Linked DNA regions of Mus musculus: region 2 is linked to region 1. Evidence: chromatin contacts called from public promoter capture Hi-C data. All regions are on one chromosome and are shown on one strand. The core of a region is the stretch at or near the end of the contact, and the rest is flanking DNA. Distances in the headings are between cores, read along the strand shown. Region 1 overlaps Gm51898 (a long non-coding RNA gene). Region 2 has its middle 8.0 kb from the start of Olfr324.

Region 1 (3,755 bases), core at 622-3,121:
GTGTATACCTGTGGAGGCCAAAAGAAAGCGTTGGATTCTGTGGTGCTGGTTATGAACTACTTTTTCTGGGTCCTCTGGAAGACTAGTATGTGCTCCTAACCACTGAGCCACCTCTCCAGCCTTGGTATATACTTATTTATAAATACCTAAAAATGAGCCACTCGCAAAGCATACTTATAAGACATGATAATTTACACATGCATGCTTTTGATTGATAAAGAAACAATAATTATTACAATCTCTTCGAAAGGTAGCCAGGTCTGTGGCATGGACCTTTGTATTTAGGAGTCACTCTTACTAAACTTTGCCTTTTGTTGTTCAAATGTGGCCAAAATGGTTTTTGTTTTGTTTTGTTTAAACAGACTCCATTCAACCACTCCTCCTCCACGCTCCGCAGGTCACCTGCCACCAGGGGTCAGAGAAAGGGATGATTAATCAGCCATACTTGGGGGAGGTGTGCTGTTGAGAGACAAGTGTGGAAAGATACCCAGCTGTAAATGGAATTGTTTATATCAGCTTTCCCAGATGAAAATGAGCAGAGCCCAGAAAGGTCACGGAGCGTTCCTTCTGCAGGTTGCCGATCCTACCACTAGGGGGAGCAAGTACATGCCTCCCTGCTTCCTCCCCATCTCTGTCCTAGGTTTTCTGTAGGCTGTTTTCAGACACAGGCTGGGGATGTTTTTTTGTAGCTGTCTGCCCATACTGCCAATCCACACACCAATTCAGCATTGGAATCCCAGCACCCTGAATCCCTAAATGCTGGGGACTGCATACCATGACATGTATGGTGCCTGGGACCCTGAGAAATAGGAGACACATCCTTACAGGTGACCTGCCATCAGAAATAAGGAGCTACCCGCAGCAGGCCTGGATGGTGACCTCTCAGAAGCCCGCAGGCAGCTCATTTGTAAAAAGTTGGTTCCCATTTCTCCTGACCTTAGCACTGGACAATGGTTGTATAGATTTTATTTGTGTGTGACTACTTTTCAATTGGCCTTGGTGTGCATAATTATTCTATTATATCTGACTTTCCTATTTTTTTCTCCTGCTCTGGTGAATTCTGTGAAACTAGATGTTCCTTGATATAATGGTTCTTATGAGGCATGGGGTGGGGGGGAGGCACAGCACAGTCCTAGTGGCCCAGGTGCAGGCTGTGCATTCTCATTTTTGGAACAATGTAATAACTGCACAATGGTAGTTTCATATTAATGTTTGACTTGCAAAGAAAGTTTGAAGAAATTATGTCTAGGGCTGGAGAGATGGCTCAGCAGCTAAGAGCACTGGCTGCTCTTTCGAAGGTCCTGAGTTCACATCCCAGCTACCACATGGTGGCTCACAACCACCCATAATGAGATCTGACGCCCTTCTCTGGTGTGTCTGAAGACAGCTACAGTGTACTTACATATAATAATAAATAAATCTTTAAGAAAGAAAGAAAGAAAGAAAGAAAGAAAGAAAGAAAGAAAGAAAGAAAGAAAGAAAGAAAGGAAGGAAGGAAGGAAGGAAGAAAGAAAGAAAGGAAGAAAGAAAGGAAGGAAGAAATTATGTCTAGAAATAAATTTAGAAAATGAAGCAGAGTCAGTAATGGGACCTCAAGAAAGGAAAAAGCTACTTAAATTATGAAATGAGTTTTGTACAACATTTGAGAGTTGGTCCTGGTCTCCTTTGGATATGTAAAAATTAGACTCCGGAAAGAAGATAGAGAATGCATAAAATCTTATACTAGTAAAACTAAGCCAAAACAAACAAACAAACAAACCCTTAGTAAAAACACTAGGACTCTTAGAAAAATCGTGTGTGCAACATACAGAAGCCACAGCTTGTGAATTGCTGAGTTAAGGATTAACCCGAGTCCGCCTGCCCAGAGCATAGGAGGAACTCTGGCCGGATGTGGGCTAGCCTCCCTCCCCCTTCTTCCCCTGTCCCCTTTTAGTTCCCACAAAGGTGGTTGCAAAGAAGAACTGGCTCACGATATTTGAAAGCTCACCCCGGGTCTGTCAGTGAGAACATGCTATGCCTTATTAGTGAAAGTTTTCAGGTGGGAACTCAAGAAAGTAATTGACGGAGATGGACTGTTAAGGGTAAAAAGTTTGTGGTGGCGCATGCCTTTAATCCCAGCACTTGGGAGGCAGAGGCAGGTGGATTTCTGAGTTCGAGGCCAGCCTGGTCTACAAAGTGAGTTCCAGGATAGCCAGGGCTATACAGAGAAACCCTGTCTTGAAAAACCCCAAAGGGGGGAAGAAAAAAAAAAGAAGAAGAGTTATTAACCCCATGGACAGACAGACAACAGCAAGGCTGGAACACTGTTGGGAAGAAATCAGGGCCTATGTGGGTGGCAGAAGCAGGGGGTGGGGTGGGGTCTCTTATTCCTTTCCGAGGATCTGGTAGGTTTCACTGCACAAGAATGGAGCCAGGATGTCTGATTTCCAGAAGTCAAGGAAGTGGGTGGGAGGTGAAATGTGAGCTTTGAGGCCACCTCACTTCAGCATGTGAGACAGACACTCTGGCATCTGGGAGTCTGTTGGCAGGACGCCTGTCAGTGTCTGTGAGAAGGAGCAGCGGCAGGTGCTGTGGCCTGAGCAGCAGCAGGGTTCCAATATTATATTCTTACAGCCAGTTATGCTTCAAACTGCTCGTTTATGCTTCCCTACCATGGTGAATGCTCATTGCATGGCCATGAGTGAGAACCAGTGTTGTGTGACTGTTCCTAGGGAGACCTGGACAAATGTCTGTTCATCCCAGATAGTGGTGCCCAGAGTAGCAATCCCACCCAAGTCTTGTGTACTGAACCAGTGGATTTACTGGGGTTGCAGGAACATAGGCAAAGGGTTACTTACAGAAGCAAGGTATCTAAGAACTGAAAAACCCACCCCTGCATGGGTCAGAGGTCATGAAAGCTGTATCTGAGACATGGAGAGGGGCTTTGTGAGTGCTGTTTACCTCTTGAGCCTGAGCGTTCCCAGTCAATTTTGCAGAAATACCTACTCCGTCATCAGTTACTGGATAGTAGTAGAACCTTCTTCCCAAGCTCTCGAGTGAAAGCCAGTCTGTCACTCAGCAGCCTTCTGGCTCCGAGACAATCAGATTCTTTCACACTGTCCTCTCTATAGACTGTTTGGAGCAGTATACTGAAAGGAGCTGCCTGTTCATACTAAATTATAGCAGTCTTTTCCAGGGAGGTACCGCCTGAGGGTGGACCCAAAGATGTACACATTGGACTAGCTGAGCCTCCTGCCTTCTGTTTCTTTGTGTCAGTTTTTCCCTAGGATTCAATGCAAGAAGGGAAGGCCACTGTTCAGGGGGGACCTCATGGCTGTGGAAACAGGTTCTGACACTTTTGATGTTACAAGTGAAATATTAAAAAAATCTCTCCCTCTCCTCCTCCCTTTCTTCTACCCCCACCCTGTGTGTGTGTGTATCTATATCTATATCTATATCTATATCTATATATATATATAATGTTTATATCATATATATGTTTTATAAAATCTTTTTTAAAATCCAATATTAAAAACATGTGGGGGAATGCAGGAAGAGTTTTGTGGGGGAAGAGAAGGGTGGGGTGATGTGAATACAGTGTTCATGCATGAAGTTATCAAAAAATAAAGAACAAAAATAATACATCTATTTATATAATATACTGTGATTATTTATTCCATCACAAAGATCAACACTACATGTATGTTACATACAATGCATAATAAATGTGTGTGATGAATATATAATATCTGTGTACATATACTTCTGTATCTGTA
Region 2 (3,755 bases), core at 462-2,961, 380 kb before region 1:
AAGCCACAGAGGGAACGGCAGGAAGCAATGTTCTTCTGCTTCAGTTCTTGCCTTTATGTCCCTACTAAGGTTCCGACTGCCTTCATTGGATCGTGATACTGAAGAGTCAAGTGTTTTCTTAACGCTTAAAACCATGCCCTGGTGCTAGCCTTCCAGCTGGCTCAGCATCATTCTAGGACCCAATGTCACAGTCAGGAGGCAGACATGGAGCTTCTAAGAATAAGTCTCTATACATGAGAAGCACCCTAGATCATTCCGGAAAGGGCCAAGTCAAACTGACCCAAAGAGGCCACCTCTGGCCCTCCCCTTGGCCTTCTCACATGAATGCCTCTGTGCTCTTAGGACCTGGTGATGCTCTTTGCTGCCTCTAACGCTTCTCAGTCTTTTCCTCTCCAAAGGAGCAGAAGGGACCTGTGATGAAGACGCTAGAGAGCAAAAGCCTGGGAGCGAAGCACAAGAGGGAGGGGCCACAGTGACACACAGGAGTGGGGAGGCTCTACGCTAGGGCCTTCATTCTACTCAGTGGCAGCCATGGAAACTGGCATAAAATGGCACAATGTTTGGTGCCGTGTACCTGCAGGTCCCATGGCGGCATGAGCTTCTGAGAGCAACAGAACCCTGCATAGCTCCTCACTGTCACACTGTATGGCCGATAGCCAGGAGTAGAGGAGATTAGGTGAGACTCAGGGGTTCTTCTCCTAAGAAGTTGACCAGCTGTGTAAGTGCCAATACCAAATGTGACTGAGAAGGAAGCACTTGAGGAGACCACGTATCATAGAGTCCTTATCTGTGAGCACGACACAGCTCAGCAGTGTTTGCTGAGTTTGGATGGCGGGTGTTGGGTGAGCATGTTTACTCCTGAGTTAGCCTGACATCATCAGCCTTCACCTGCCTGCACCTGCCCTTGCCAGAAGCCCCACCTTTATGTTGGGCTTATTTTCCGTGTCCTAATGATCCGCAGCATCTGGTTACCAGGTCAGGCAGGGTGGTCTACTGTCTTTGCTGTATACTCTGACTGGGCTGGGTTTCATCCGTCTGCTTTCTCTCTTTCGCCCACATCCTTTATGTAGTGACTGAGATGGATCCTTCAGAAGGTGGAGAAACATACAAGTGAACATGGCAGGGCTGTATGAGGTCCTCACTGAGCAGCTCTGGGCAACCCAAATTGTGTGAGAGGAGACGAGTTTACCAGTAGCCTGAGGAACAGGCAGTGTGTTCCTCCAAGAACTGATCCCATGTGGAAGATGGTCACTCTGCCCCCAAGAGGGGATTTTATGGCACGTGCAGTGGGATATTGTTTCTGTCCTAAGAATGAAAAGAGAGTGGAATGCTCTCCAGAGGTCTTATGGGACCAATGTAAAGACAGATGTGTATGAGATACACAGCAAGGAACAGGAACCCCTGACATCACCCCAAGTATTTTGAGCATTGTTTTTTGACATCAGAAGGGTGTCCCACCAACAGGTTCTACCAGCTTCCCCAGAGAGACCCCAGGCTACCACATATCTGAATAGTTCTTCCCATGGAGCTTTTGCTGAGGCCTTGCCCCAGGAGCAGGAAATTGGCAGAGACAAGTGACTTCCGTCCACCTGGGCCCATCCTCTGTTCTCTAGGGATGAGTGACAGCAGCCTGCATTTTCTTCCTAAAGTGACATAGCCTGTCCTAAAGTGACTCTGACCTGTTGTGCAGGCTCTAGGCCAGTGTCATCTGAGGGAAGAGCAAATGAGGTAATCTTGCCCCAGACTCTGCTATAAATATGACCTCTTGGATCTTGCACCTTCTTTGCCAGGAATTCTCTTTATCTTGGACTCATTAATCACCTTGGAATTCATGGTCCAGTATCAATAGTACAAAGAGAGACAGGTTAGTTATCTGGGCAGATAAGAGAACAGTGAAATGTACAGCCACGGACTGTGACTATGAACCTTAGGAGAAGACGTGAAGGAAAGTGGGGTGGCATTGGGGTGCTGTGAGAACTCCCACAGGGTGGGAAGGCTGGCTTCCTTCCACTGTAAAGAGAAGTGTCCCCGGCCATGGTTGAGAGTAGCCTGGGTCTGTCTGCTCCAGGAACTGAGTTTTACTGTTCTTGTTTGTTTTTTACTTTGACTGGAAAAAGCAGAGGTAACAACAAAAAGCAGAAGCAGACAAGGGGAGGTTTTTGTTTGAAGGTCAGATGTCCTGCCCAGTAGAGGAAGCAGTGAACCAACAGACTACGGCACACTCTAGGCAGTGAGAGGGAAATCCTTGCAAAGTGTAGACTTGTGACAGGGTCAGGGCTCCTGACGTATAAAGAGCTCAAGCATGTCAGTGCAAAGGTGACAGTCTCCCTTTGGGCCAGACAAAAGACCTGAACAACTTTTCACATCAAGCAGACAGGGGGGACAAAGTACAGGAACACAGATTAAACAAGATCAACAACAAGATCAACAGTGTGAACAGAAAGTATGGACAAATACCTGTGAGAGTCCAGCCCAGGTCTCTAAGTGTGATTGTGGGTGAGGAGTAAACACAGCCGACAGGTATCACCAAGAATGCTCAAAAAGGGGACTCATGCAAACTGTTGGTGGGAAAGCAAATAACTCAGATATTATGAAAAGAATAGGATCAAACACCAAAAAGAGAGTTTGAGGTTTGAGGTTTGGGCTACTCAGGCCACACTCTCTGTCCCATCACTAGAGAGAAATGGCAGGACCCTAGGAATACAGTTTGCCTATGAGTCCCCAAAGGAGGCTTACCCTAAGTGACCAAGAGCTTCGAGTGGTTCATCCACTATGATGCTACACACAGTAACTAAAGGGCTGAAACGTTGTCCTCCCTCTGCCATTCAGGAGTCAGAGAAAACCTGACTGCCAGCTCATTGTGTTGATGATAATGGACTGAGCCTCAGAACCTATAATCCAAGCCCAATTAAATGCTGACTTTCTAAGAGTTGCTTTGGTCATGGTGTCTCTTCACAGCAATGGAAACCCTAACTAACACACCTGTCAAATCTAACTTCTAAAATTAAGAAAATATAAATCATTAAATATTTTTAAGATGAAAGAAGAAATATAAAAAAGTATATTTTGTGAGTGATCAAACATTAAGGTTAAACCTAAAAATTGTGAGGAGAAAACGAAGCCCAAGATTGTCTAATTGAAGTAAGCTTTATTTTAGGGGTGCACCCGGGACTAGCCAGCTATCTGTGTGTGTCTTACCCTAAGGTGAGATTTTTTAAGGTCCCTTTTGTTAGATCTCAAACCTAACAAATGGCCTAGGCACCGATTTAACTTCTCAAAATGAGCCTGGCCCTAGGTTTCCCAACTCCCTCAGTCTCCATTTGTTACAAGGTCCTTCTGGCTAGCACACCCCACTGGCTGCCCTAACCTTCTCTAGCCCAGGGGCTAGGCTGCCCTTCCCTATATAATCCAGATATAATTATGGTTACCTGATATTTTGTCTACCCTTTACCCTTCTGGTCTCTTGGCCAGTCTCTAGGCCCAGGCCACCCCTCTTGGTTGGTGGCTTCCCTCCCCTCCTCCTCTCCTCACATGGCCCAGCTCAGAGTCATGTCCACTCTGGACTCTCCCATAAGTCTCTTTCTCTGGCTATGTTCTTGCATGCCTAGGAGCAGTCATGTTCTTTCCTTTTTCTTTCTGTTTTCATTCACTTTTTAATAGGGAGAAATAATAGATTAGCAGCTCTAGGCATGTTTACAGGGGCAGGAAAATTGTCTGTTAAAGGTAGGAAACACAATGAAAGTGAAAGACAAGGA

What was found. Promoter capture Hi-C pulls out the DNA fragments that hold promoters and counts their contacts.
Region 2: a contact with region 1 is called in a promoter capture Hi-C map of liver, with 2.6 times the contacts expected there. The contact joins two enhancer-like sites. A contact is called at or near these places in 6 of 39 promoter capture datasets (the 3T3-L1 cell line, cranial neural crest, embryonic stem cells and 3 more), 9 of 484 Hi-C or Micro-C datasets (the Ba/F3 cell line, the C2C12 cell line, the G1E-ER4 cell line and 6 more) and 2 of 9 other capture datasets (adipose tissue and embryonic stem cells).

Annotation. Positions count from the first base shown.
Region 1 is chr11:58,222,652-58,226,406 of GRCm38.p6, reverse strand. Gm51898 (a long non-coding RNA gene) reads left to right here. Exons shown (of 4, transcript XR_003949689.1): 4 at 363-1,010. Irgm2 (immunity-related GTPase family M member 2) reads right to left here. Exons shown (of 2, transcript NM_019440.3): 2 at 3,624-3,755. Among named protein-coding and RNA genes, the nearest start is that of Irgm2, 9.6 kb to the right of the region's middle. Within about 2 kb of position 1,871, at least 106 of the 459 cell types and tissues checked have an H3K27ac peak or open chromatin away from gene starts, as enhancers often do. A contact at or near this core is called in liver, where this site is marked.
Region 2 is chr11:58,603,432-58,607,186 of GRCm38.p6, reverse strand. No RefSeq gene overlaps it. Among named protein-coding and RNA genes, the nearest start is that of Olfr324, 8.0 kb to the right of the region's middle. Within about 2 kb of position 1,711, at least 17 of the 459 cell types and tissues checked have an H3K27ac peak or open chromatin away from gene starts, as enhancers often do. A contact at or near this core is called in liver, where this site is marked.